Regions from separate parts of the Mus musculus genome. Here region 2 is linked to region 1. A link is a contact called in public Hi-C data. All regions are on one chromosome and are shown on one strand. Each heading gives the region's core, a stretch centred on a gene start, on an enhancer-like site or on the middle of the called end of the contact. The rest is flanking DNA. Distances are from core to core; before and after follow the strand shown. Region 1 overlaps Tab2 (TGF-beta activated kinase 1/MAP3K7 binding protein 2). Region 2 overlaps Ust (uronyl-2-sulfotransferase).

Region 1 (6,042 bases), core at 2,464-4,963:
GTGAACTCGGTCTATAAATATGCTGTTTAACTGGCCATAGGTGTCATTTTTCAGGTTGTGTTTAAGATTTCTTTCCCTGGTTTGTAGCAGACAATATTGGGCCTTTTGTATGTTTTCCTTAAATCTGTAAATTTGCAACATTTACTAACTTGAGAAAAATTTAACCACACTTCCATAAGGTTTGTCTGTTTGTTTCTATACTTACATGTGTCCTGGTTTCCAGTCTCTAATTACAAGGACATTAAAAGCTTTTGGTACTGCCTACTGCATCCAAAGGGTCTGGAAGCCCCGTTCCACTTACAGCTCTGTCCATCTTCCAGACTGCGTGATTTTCTTCTCTTCTACTGTAGATAAGCATGTCCAGTGGAGTTCTGTTTCACATATTTTTAGTTCTTAAATAGGTCTTACATACAAATTTCATATATGTGAATACAAAAAAATATATTCCACTTATTTCCTGAGAAGTCCAAGTATATTCACCCTTGCAGTCATGAGCTACTTTCAAGTCCATATTGCTAAATCCAGTAGCTAAGTCATTTTGGGCCTGTTCTCCATTGGTTGTCTTTTTCTTAAGTGTGGATTAGTTTTTCCTGTTTGATTTTAATCATTTAGAATATAATTAAGGACAAGGATGGCATGTAGAAAGTCTGGATTCTTCTATGTTTCCCCAGCGGATAGTGATACTTAGTTTGTTTTAGGGGACAGTTAACTATGCTGAACCCAAACTATAAACCCTGGGATCTCAGATTGGCTGTTCTAACCTGAACCTGGCTGTTCCAAGTGTCTCTCTCATATGTGTAGTTCAGAGAGCAAACCTAGTGTAGAGAGAGTACACAAGATTAGCCTTCCAATTCAAGTCCCTCTTCCTCCATGATCTGCTCTGACCTCTCAGAAAGTAGGCATAAAGTATAGTTGGGCATTTGAATGTTTCTCCTTTGTGTCCTCAGTGTGTAGAAAAGCAAGCCAACGGTAACATGCTGTGTATGCTTTAATGATAGAAGAGATTAGAATTCGTTTTCATTCTTCATCTTTAGTTAATGAAGGTGTTTCTCATTTAGGTATTTATTTTCCCATTCCTAATATTGCCTGTAAATTATTTTTCTGGGTTTAAGTCATTTGAAATGTGCTTTAGAAACTGTAATGGAAAAGAAACTTTACAGTAAAACTTTCCTTTAATGATGTTGCATCTTTTATGAACCTAGATTTGGTCTAGTCTTGGGAATACAGTGGTTAATCTTAGAGGTCTTGATCCTCTAGAGGTCACTTATAAATGTCACAGAGGAAAAAGTAGTATGTGGATATGTTTTTGGTTTGGTTTGGTTTTTTGTTTTGGTTTTTTGGTTTTTTGGGTTTTTTTGTTTTTTTGAAACAGGGTTTCTCTGTGTAGCCCTGGCTGTCCTGGAACTCACTTTGTAGTCCAGGCTTGCCTTGGACTCAGAAATCCGCCTGCCTCTACCTCTCGAGTGCTGGGATTAAAGGCGTGCGCCACCACCGCCCGGCTTGTTTTTTTAACAAAAGAAAAATGGTTAGGGAACCTGTTTTTCAGTGGGAGGCACTTGATAGTGAGTGTAAGGAAGTAGACAGAGCCTTCAAGGATCTGAGGGGATTCAGTTCAAAAGCCTCAACAAAGATATACCATACCGGACGGACGCCCATTAGCAACAGAGGGAACAGGAATGTGGTAGTTAACAAGAGGCCGCATGGTATGCAGTTTTAAGCCACACGGGTGGGAGAGTGGCTACTCTGCTGTACTGTTCACAAAGATCGTTTATGGGGAAAGACTGAGGATGTGGGAGGCAGGGAAACTGACACAGAGCAGAGGTAGGAGACTTACAGTAATAGCTAAGATGGAATAAGGTGGCCAGAAAAAAGCAGTAGGGGTGAGAAAGAATCATCAGATACAAAATACTTTTGAAACGAAACACAGGACTTGGTGGTAGATGAGCATGAAGAAGAGAATGACTGCCCATGTGAGTGATAATGGAGAGCTGAAGTAGAAAAGACTTAGTTATTTTGTGTAGAGGAGTTGATTGTGCATTTCAGAGCTGAATGTAAAGCAACATATAGATAGCAGCATTAAGTTTTAGATAAAACACATGTGGTCTTTTAGAACCACATTCTTGAAGGTTTTAAGTAAAACAAGGAAGGTCTTGTACCTAAGGCTCTCCCGTGTACTCATTAAAAAAGGTTAGGGGATCCTGAGTCTCCCTAAAAGAACGAGGAAAGACTAGACAGCATCCCAGCAGATTCCTAATTAGATGCATCTTCTGCCATTGTAGAACATACAAATATGGAGGAATTAGATCATTTCAAAATTGTCTATTAGAAACAAAAGTATGTATAGCTATATGAAAATCATTAAACCTAAGTAACACTTTTATAGTTTATAGTTAAGAGCTGTGATTATAAATCTATAGCAACATTCATTCTAAAATCAGTTCTCAATAATTTTTCTTTCTTTCACAGAAAATGCTTGGCCAGAAGAGATGAGTACTAATTCCACTCAGGCCTAGAATTGCCTATTGAGATAGACCTGAGCAGGCGACATACGAATGGCCCAAGGAAGCCACCAAATTGATTTTCAGGTTTTACATGACCTGCGACAAAAATTCCCAGAAGTGCCTGAAGTTGTTGTATCCAGGTGCATGTTACAGGTTAGTATTCAATGATTTTTTGATTTATTGATACAATACTATTTATAATATTAACCTGGTGGTTTTTAGATATTGGAGAAAAACTCTGTTAGCATTACTGTGCTGTAATGAAAAATGATCTTTGGTGTCTCATAGTAACATGGCCTCTGGCAAAATAGGGTTCTCAGTGCCTGCCTGTAATACAGGCCTTGTCTGCCCTATAGACAAGAGTTCTGCTTTCTATAATCTTGTTCCCTTTTCCTCATCCTCTCGTCAGATTTGTGAAATCCCAGATCTTTGTATGGAAATGGGGGAAAAATAATTGAGTCAGAAAGCTTGTTCTTCTGTTGATTGGTACATTTGTCAAAACAGTGTTGGCATGTCAGTCTATTATCTCTGACATGAGGGATTTGTATGAACAGTGCATAACTTCCCAATTATGAAGAAAAATGTTTTTTATATTTCTAAGTTTACTTTATAAATTTTCCAATTAATCTCTCCAATTTCTACATTTTCTTAGTATACAAAATTCTAGAAATCCATAATTCTTAGTATTTAGTGATAGTTGTAGCTGGCCATTCATTTAACCTGGAAATCTTCCTCCCAAAAGGCGTTTTGAAGATCCTTCAAAATTTGAAAGGTTATTTATAAAGTTTGATAGTGTATGAAATTTTTATCCTATTTTATAGTGACTACATATATGTCACTCATACCCTTATCATCTTTGATCTGTATTTTGAGTTGTTCTGTATGTTTTCAGCCTTAACCTAGTTTGAGTCCCACCAATCATCTTCCTAAGTGAATCCTTTCTAAATGAAGATATTATTGTTTCTTGGCAGTGTAAATACAGGTTATTATATATTTGCCATTTAAAATTTTTTTCCATGTTCTTCAAGATGAATTATATATAATCCAGGTATATTAACTGCTAGGATACGTGACTCACAGTTCTAAAAAGAGTAACAGTAATGGAAGTTCCCCATTAAAATATTTGGTAAATGAGTCAGTAGTTAGTTCACACTTATCAATGTAGAATGTAATGGAAAAAAGAAAGAGAAAAGGGAAGTGTCTTAGTTGGGTTTCTATTGCTGGGGAGCAACTAGGGGAAGAAAGGGTTCAATTGCATCTTATACTCTCAGATTAGTCTATCACTGAGGGAGCCCAAGGGAGAAACTCTAGGCAGGAGCTGAAGCAGTGCCATGAAGGAGTGTTGCTAACTGGCTTGTTCAGTTTGCTTGCTTAAGCAACTGTTAACTACCTGCCCAGGGCTGGTGCCCTCCAACAGCATTCCTTAATCAAGAAAATATCCCATAGACTTGCCTGCAGGTCAATCTGGTGGATTCAGTTCCTCGGCTGAGATCTCTACTCCCAGATTTGTCTAGGTTTGTGTCAAGTAGACAGAGACCAACCAGCATAAAAGTAATAAAGTAGGAGTCAAAGTTTGAAGAAGGTGGGAAAAGAGCCAGAAACTGGGAAGAGGGGTAAGTCTCACTTTTTTAGTTAGATAGAAGGTAGAAATGTGTAGGAAAATAAAGCTATTCTAAGGGTGTTTAGGGAGTCATTGAAAAACTAATAGAAAAATAATGTAATTTCTTTAACAAATTTCACAGATTTGATATTGAGAGAACTACCTAGAACACTTATAGTTCAGTGATTTTTTTTTTTTCTTTTTTGGTGTCTTGAGACAGAGTTTCTCTCTGTAGTCCAGGCTGACTTCAAACTTAAGAGATCCACTTGTCTCTGCCTCCTGAGTGCTGGGATTAAAGGCATGAGCCACCACTGCCCTGCAACCAGTTATATTTTAAAAATCAGAAAACTGGGAATGAAACTTAAAGTCTTTTATAGAACTGCTTAGGGTATTTTCAAAAAATAAAGAACTCTAATGTATACTTGAGTGTAATCTTGATGTATTGAGAAGACAAACCAAGCATTCCAGAGGCAGGATCACTGGGGGAAGGGGGAAGTGTATCAGTCATTTCTTTCTTCTTGTTTGCTCTCCTTGTTCAAATGGTGTGTGTGGACCATCATTTCCTAATGAAAGTTCTGGCATGATTTTATCTGATTGCTGGTAGACATTTTAACATCCTTGATTTCTTTTTGGCTCCTAATTTTCCATCCAGTGCTCCGATTTTTTTCTCCCATGTCCAAGATGTATTAGTTGGTCTCTTGTTACTCACCTGCATTATCAGATACTTATTATTGCCTGCCTTCTAACTGGCTGCTTTGTCAAAAGAATATGCATCTCCTTACATCTTATCTACTAACAGGATTTTTTTTTCCCAAAATACTCTTTTGTTGTTACTTCTCTGTTCATCTGGGTTCAGTAGCTCTCTCGGCTGCTTATAATAACAAACTGTAGTGCCGTTCATTTCTTTAAATCCTCCATTACTTAAGCCCAACCATGCATTTTACGAAGTTTCCAATGTGAACCTTTACTACAGCTAGAGATGCTCCATTCACTGTGTTGGAACATAGTTAACCTAACTCTACCATTCCCTTCACCAAGAACCTAGAGTTTCTATGTTAGTATTGGCTTTGTTTTGGGGAGGGTTGTTTGACTGTTTTCTCTTGTCCAACTTGTGTGTGCTCTGTGAACCATCAAGCAATATCTAACTCATTAATCCAGGGCTGTGTGTGTGTGTGTGTGTGTGTATACATTAATGTGTATATTAATGTGTATAGGTACAAGGATGTGAACACATGTTCATGAGAAGGGGCCTGAGATGAGAGAAACGTCTACTGTAGTTTTCTGGAGCTTTCCGTGTTGTCTCTTCGGAACAGGTCACTGAGCTGTCTCACTCTCGTGTGCATGTGTTTAGGGCTGAGCACTTGGAATTGAAGGGCTCAGCCCTGGAGAAGACTGAGTCTCCCTCTCTCAGCAGCCATTGACTGCCTATAGCTCCTCATCTAGGGATGGTGCCTTGTACAGCTTCCCTGTCCATGCTGACATGTTAAGTGGTATTGTCATTGTGCCGGTCTTATTTAGGCAGCTATAATGTTAGGATTTCATGCACGTAGCCTCCCTGTGGTTCCAGAAGACCACAGGACAGCAGGCGTCCTGGTCCACTAGCTCCTAAAGTTGCACCATCCTCTGTTCTGTGGTTAGAGGTTGTGCTGTAGATGTACCCATTGATGCCAGGCACCCACCCCATAGTTCTCTGCATTTTGACCAGTTGTAAATTTATGTAATGGTCTCTGCTGCAAAAAGAAACTGCTTTGATGAGAGGTGAGAGCTATACCTACCTGTCTGTGGTATTGTATAAATACTTAGAATTTAGCTGGAGTATTCTAAACCTAGCTAACTGTCCTTGGCTGGAGAGGTCAGGACTGAGAGAACTGACCACTGCCATTTTCCAAAACTGTCAACCTGATTGAGTTACAGGCTCTTTAGTGGGATGAAAACTCAAAT
Region 2 (6,398 bases), core at 426-2,925, 320 kb before region 1:
AGTGTTTGTGAGTTAATTTGCATTGCAGTATTCAAATGAGAGCATTTGCTAGAAGTAACAGATGCATAAAAGAAAATTTTTAAATGGTGTACCACACCATTTAAAGTCTAGTTTTTACCAATCTAGAAATTAAAGAAAAAAAAATCCAACAGAATTAAAACAAATACTGAATGAATGCTTGGTTTCTATATAACCAAAGTCATTCTTGAAGTCTGGAGAGATGGCTCAGTAGTTAAGAGCACTGAGTGCTCTTCCAGAGGTTCAGAGTTCAAGTCCCAGCAACTACACGGTGGTGTACAACCATCTGTGATGGGATCCGATGCCCTCTTCTGGTGTGTACTTATAAAATAAATGAATAATAATTATTTTTTAAAAGTCATTCTTATGAAAGAGTGCTAACCTGAGCCAGGAAGCTCTCCTGGCATATTCTCTGCCCTGGGTCAGATGTGTAGCCTGAACAGTGACATTCTTACTGTGTGACCTTCAGGGTTTGTCTCGCTGAGATCTAAGGTCTCATGCGGTGTGCTTTTGAGCTCCTTGTTCAGCCCCCAGTTCCCACAGTCCTCTCGTAGTCCTGGGTAGTCCACAGTGCCTTTTGTGTGGTGATGGAGATCATCCATCTGTATCTGCAGCCTAGAGAGGGCTCACTGTCCAGAATTCTATCTTCCTTGGGGCTGCTGCTACCAGGGTGATCAAGGCAAAGATCTCCCTGCTGGTCATTTCTAGTCTTCATTCTCCATGCCATCTGTGTTTATCGTGGTGGTTAACTAAAGGTTGTCAGAAGGCATGGTCACTTATTAGCAGTATGGCCATGGCAAGGTACCCACCTGAAGCCTCAGCCTTCCCCGTCTGTATAATGTGCATAAATGTTACCTATCTTAAAGGGGCAGAATCCATAGTCCTTAAGATATATTGAGCATTCAGTGATGAGCTATCATCAGGCATAGCTGTGAAAAAACATGACTTTAGATTTCGCTGTAATCTCTATAGCCAGAAAAGGAGGGAAGCGTGAAGGAAGGCAGAAGATGAGGTGTGTGTGTGTGTGTGTGTGTGTGTGAGAGAGAGAGAGAGAGAGAGAGAGAGAGAGAGAGAGAGAGAGAGAGAGGTGGGACGAGCAAATGGGCAAGACTAAGAGAAGAGGAAAGGAGGAGTGTCATCTTAGCTCATCAGTTACAGCTGATCTGTGACTATGGCCCTTCTGCCGTGAAGACATTACACTTCTCTATTTCTGTCTTAGGAGAAGGGGAAGCATTCTCTTCCGGGGAATTTTGTGTTTCTCAAGGGAGACCCTTAACTGGAAACACTGCCACACTGACATGCCTGATCAGCAGATAAAGAGCACATATCATCCAAGTCAGTAGGAACTTGCTTAAACTGTCTGAATTCTTACCAGAAATGTCCGAGAGTTAGGACTTTGAAATGAAGTCCACCATTGAGATTTGACTCGGGACCAGTTCCCCTTAACTGGTGCTGAATTTTGGGTCTTGCGGTGTACCTGCCATTTAATAGATAATGCATGCCCAAATGCAAATATTTATTACAATGATGATGATTTTAATGAAGGGAGATTCACGGTTTCTGTCTTGCTAGTTTGTTTTCCATAGCCAAACATCCATCAGAATGTTAAGGCACTGTTAGCCTTTCTCCAGCAGGGGGCAGCATTGCTCTATTTTCTCCAGGAGATACCCATGGTTTCCAGTCAAAACTCAGCCCCTGCAGAGCAGAGGAATCATCCTTACTGTCTGAACATAGATATGCGAGCCCAGTTCAAACAACCTGAAATTTCACTAACTTTAGACATCTAACTTGCATTTTATGGGAGCCACTGGTATTGGAGGTGTAGGAGTTCACAATCAAATATGTTCATCTCCAGTTAGTCTCTATGTGATGTTTATGCACACATGTATATGTACTGTTAGTTCAGAACACACCTATCTACAATTCTAAAATACCCATATTAAACAGGTGCTGCCTTTCATCTTTCATTTCCATTTTTATTTCATATTTTCTATTGTTGCTGACCTAAAACAAAAGCTTTGAAAATTCCTGGAACCTTAAAGTAATTTAATAATGCCAGAAGAAATTAATATAACTTCAGAAGCCAATGAAGTTCTTTAGATAATTATCATTGCTGATAGTATGACCCCTCTCTTCTCATGCTTCATCTCCTATCCATAGTCTCCAGATAGTTTTCACTAGCTCAGTCCTAAGCTCAGATTCTAATAATATTAACAGTGGATCACATGTGGGTATGTATGTGTGCGTATTTGTGTGTCTCTGTGTGTGTCTTTGTATGTGTCTGTGTATCTGTGTATGTCTGTATGTGACTATGTATGTATGTGTGTCTGTGCATGTGTATGTCTATATATGAGTGTATGTGTATTTATGAAATCTGTGTGACTGTGTATGTACGTGTGTGCGTGTGTATGTCTGTGAGTCTGTGTGTGTGAATGCCTATGTATGGGTCTCTGTGTGTTTGTCTATATATGAATGTGTGTGTATGTCTATCTGTATGTGTCTCTGTGTGTGTCTATATGAGTGTATATGTCTGTGTATATGTGTATCCTTTTGTGTATATATATATATCTGTGTCTACGTGTGTCTATGTGTACCTATCCAAGCTCAAACAAGCAGACTCATGATCTATCCTTTCTTGAGTATGGTCCTGGATCACAAACCTGCCACAGCGTCTAAAGAGGGGTCATGTGCATCGAATTTCAGAAGCTCACACAGCTCCACATAGCCAGCCTTGCTGGGTTTTGAGTGAATCCTCTAAGGTGAGGAAGCAAATCTTCTTTCCCTTTCCTAAACAAGGATCCTGGCTTTAAAGGGGCCGTAACCCTCGCCCAGTCAGCGAGTCCCATGTACAGTGCTACGACCCCAAGTAACAGAGGTGACATTCAAGCCTGAGTTCCCAGAACCACCACAAAACACCACAAAGCCGAGTCCTTCTAAAAAATCCTCCTCACCATCACGGGCTCATGGTTGTTACGCGTTCACGGTGTGTTTCCACTGAAGGCGAAAGCTTGAAGACAAGATCTGTAAATGGTCGCAGTCAAAGTAAAGTTTATGCAAGAAAACCACAAGGAAATCATAAGGTCTGAGGGTATAGTTACCTGGCAGCATGAAGCCATGGGTTCGAGTCCTAATACTGGAAGAAAAGTAAACAAGAAAGAAATGTCCACAGGTCACCTCTGGTTAAGCCACTTTGAAAATGTGGCACCTTCTGATGGCCGAGGGAGATAGAGGGAAGTTCTAGATCCTAGGTACAACCGATGACGCATCAGTGGCTGTGGGGCAAAGTGGAAAATTCCACTGCCTGGAAGAGCTTCTCTGCCTTTGCTCTCAGAAGCCTGGAGTGCTATATTTAGAGAATAGATTCCTGCAAGGGCTGATGGGACCCTGTAACTGCAGCCTGGCACCCCAATACAGCTTATAGGACTGTTATCTTATGTGCCTGCAGTCTCTATGCATATGTTAGGAAAGCTTAGATGAGAGCCTAACTCGGGCACACACATACACACACACACACACACACACACACACACACACACACACACACCACACTGGGGCTGGGGGGGGGAAGGCAAGTTTCCTCTCTCTGTGTGTTTTATCTGCTTCCTCTTGTTGCTTGTTTTATTGGAAATAGCACCGACCATGACTATATTGTTTTCAAACCTAGTTTTCATTTGCTTGTCTGCTGCTCTTGCTTTAAGGCCGTTCTTCCTCTAGGTTAGAGTGTCTTCTGTGAGGTGTCTCTACAGTGATGGCGACACAGAGGACTCAGCTGAGAACATTGATTTTTCTAATAATATTGAACACGTTAAACATGTGTAGATATAAATCTAGATATCTGAATTCTGCCAGCCCTGGGACAGGGTGGTGTGAAAAATAAACCAAGTACAATAGCATCCCTTAGTCTGGAGTCACATGACTCCAGTAGGGGTATTCAGGCCCTGGCTTAAAGGTTGTGTAGGAGTTTGTCACATGGGTGTGGAAGCCTTCATGGTATGCAAAACAGAGCAGGTTACTGCAGCCTGCAGCGGCTCATGCCTGCTGGTCCTGACTCCCCGAGTTGAGCCCAGAGTCCTCTCAGGTTCAGTGACACTTCTCTTTGCCTCAGTCTGTACAAGGCCACAGCATCTACCCTTCCTGTGATGTAACATAGACCCATGTCATCCACACCAGTCTCGGGTGTGCTGCCCTGCCCGCTTCCTATCCTGACTGGAGAGGCTCTCGCTTCCTTTCAGTGCTTGGGGGCAATTCCCAGTCTTGAGCTTTTGCACCCAAAGTTCTTCTCCCTCGATGTCCTTCCAGCTTCTCTGCCTGCACCCATCAGTTTCTGTGGGCCTGGCAGTGACTTCTGGGATTTCCCTCTCCTCCTCTAGACGCCAGCCAACGACCTCCAAAATTGCCATGCCCAGTGGTGAGGGAATTGAGGATTCCCTAGCTGCTCCCATCCCTCCCTGGCCTGGTCCTCTAGAAACCCTGGGATCCTCTTCTTAGACCACTTTCTTCTAACCCATCCTTCATCCCTGGGCCTTGATCTTTTCTGGGTCCCAATTTTCCCTTACAGAGAACCCCAAATGCACACTCCACCATACCTTCCAAATTTGCAGTGTTCTGGGAAAGTTTCCCCGTTTATGAGTCGTTTCCCCTAATGAAAGCTGTCTAATGGCAGAGAAGTGGAGGAGATAGCAGCCATCTGTGTTCTGAGGTTATTTTCCTCTGCTTTAGAATGTAATGGCTTCCACCCCAAGTTGTTTTCAATCACACTGACAGTCGCATGCTTTGCACTGCGTGAGATGATGACCAAGGGATGACTTTATACCTCATACGTTACAATTGTAGACTTCCCTGCTCATTTACAAAGCTGCCCCACTTCTAAAGCATGAGCCAAGATTAGACCTGACCCTGGAGATGGGCAGCTGATATTAATAAGGCCTTCCTAGTCTTCTACCATTCATGGCCTATGCCACAATGCCTCTACCCACCCAGGATGCAGATGGGGCTCTTGACAGAGAACTTGAGGACTGTCTCTGTACTCTGGGCTGTGGCTTTACCCCCTTCACTGGCTCTGCATAGAGATCACATCCAAGCACAGAGGAATGGGGGAGAGGCAGCACATAGCCCAGGCGAGGAGTGGGTGGTGCAGCTCTCTAACCCATTTTTGTCTGACTCAGCGCTGTACAGCCGAATGTTCTAATTTTTTCTAGCCAAATCTTTTTCAAGTAGACATTTCATTTCTTGGTCTGTGTTTTTGTAGGCCCTCAGAAGTTTCTGTCGGGCTACGATGCCCTAGTTTGTCTAGTGTTACAAAGTTGTCTAGTAGCAAACTGTAAAAGGGTACAGTAAAAAAAAAAAAAAGTCAGACACTGGCATTACCATCTGCCAAGTGGTGCCATGTGGACCGTGTCTAGTGCATTCATCTCTTCTCCACAAACCTACGGAGAAATCCAGTGTGACCCTGATGGTGAGGAGACAGTGGGAGTTTAGGCTGCTCACCTCCACGTTTGGTCAAGCAGACATGACCGGGACCGCGTATCAAAGCACAGATTCCTGGAGTCTTTGTTTGTCTGTCTGTCTGTTTGTTTGTTATTTTATTTATGAATACACTGGAGCTGTCTTTAAGACACACCAGAAGAGGGCATCGGATCCCATTACAGATGGTTGGGAGCCACTATATGGTTGCTGGGAATTGAACTCAGGACCTCTGGAAGAGCAGTCGTTGCTCTTGGAGTCTTACCTTGTTTTTAACTGTTCATTAAAGTGAACTAAGACCCTTAGATAAGACCCAATATATTCAAAAAAGATGTGCACCAGGAATTGGCCTTTACTGTTCCAATCTCCGTTCAGTCTCAGCTCTGTAGGCTGCTAGCCACCGTGAGTGTGGTTATGTGGGTCTTCCAAACACCGTGCCATTTATTGCTAGTGTGCACAGGATATTACCTCTTAAGTGATTACACAAGACGTTATTTAGTTCTTTTATTTCATCACTTTTTCCTCTACTTCTCCCCCTACCCCCTGCTCTCCTAATACGATAGGCATTTTGGCCTCACTGCCGGGGTTCGCTGACAACCCACTCGGTATATCACAGTTACTCACTAGTATTTCACAGTTATGTTTGACTTCTAGCAGCAGATATTGCTTTTTCTGGAATTAATTAATGTCTTTCTTTAAAAAAAAATACTGAGATTTGTTTTTACTTATCAAGTCTTGATGTTACATCAATATTATTTTAATATCATTTCAGTGTTATCGGATGTTAGTTCTCCCTCCCCCTACACCCCACCTCCGGCTCAGAGTTGCTCACCTCTTGCTAAAGCTTGAGCTCATGTCTTGGAAGCTCCTGCACAGCTCTGCTCTGTCACTTTCAGTGTGTGTGTGTGTGTGTGTGT

What was found. A called contact is a pair of places that touch in the nucleus more often than the background predicts.
Region 2: a Hi-C map of bone marrow-derived macrophages shows a contact between it and region 1, with 21 read pairs. The contact joins two enhancer-like sites. A contact is called at or near these places in 2 of 15 datasets of contacts at CTCF or cohesin (the NIH/3T3 cell line and large pre-B cells), 5 of 484 Hi-C or Micro-C datasets (CD8 T cells, LSK cells, bone marrow-derived macrophages and 2 more), 3 of 115 datasets of contacts at active chromatin or transcription factors (bone marrow-derived macrophages, embryonic stem cells and microglia) and 4 of 9 other capture datasets (adipose tissue, embryonic stem cells, liver and 1 more).

What each region holds. Positions count from the first base shown.
Region 1 is chr10:7,921,297-7,927,338 of GRCm38.p6, reverse strand. Tab2 (TGF-beta activated kinase 1/MAP3K7 binding protein 2) reads left to right here. Exons shown (of 7, transcript NM_138667.3): 2 at 2,467-2,654. The coding sequence starts at 2,553. Among named protein-coding and RNA genes, the nearest start is that of Tab2, 32 kb to the left of the region's middle. Within about 2 kb of position 3,713, at least 7 of the 459 cell types and tissues checked have an H3K27ac peak or open chromatin away from gene starts, as enhancers often do. A contact at or near this core is called in bone marrow-derived macrophages, where this site is marked.
Region 2 is chr10:8,235,713-8,242,110 of GRCm38.p6, reverse strand. All of the region lies in intron 7 of Ust (uronyl-2-sulfotransferase), which reads left to right. The region is part of intron 2 of 4930573G07Rik (a long non-coding RNA gene); the gene reads right to left. Among named protein-coding and RNA genes, the nearest start is that of 4930573G07Rik, 29 kb to the right of the region's middle. Within about 2 kb of position 1,675, at least 13 of the 459 cell types and tissues checked have an H3K27ac peak or open chromatin away from gene starts, as enhancers often do. A contact at or near this core is called in bone marrow-derived macrophages, where this site is marked.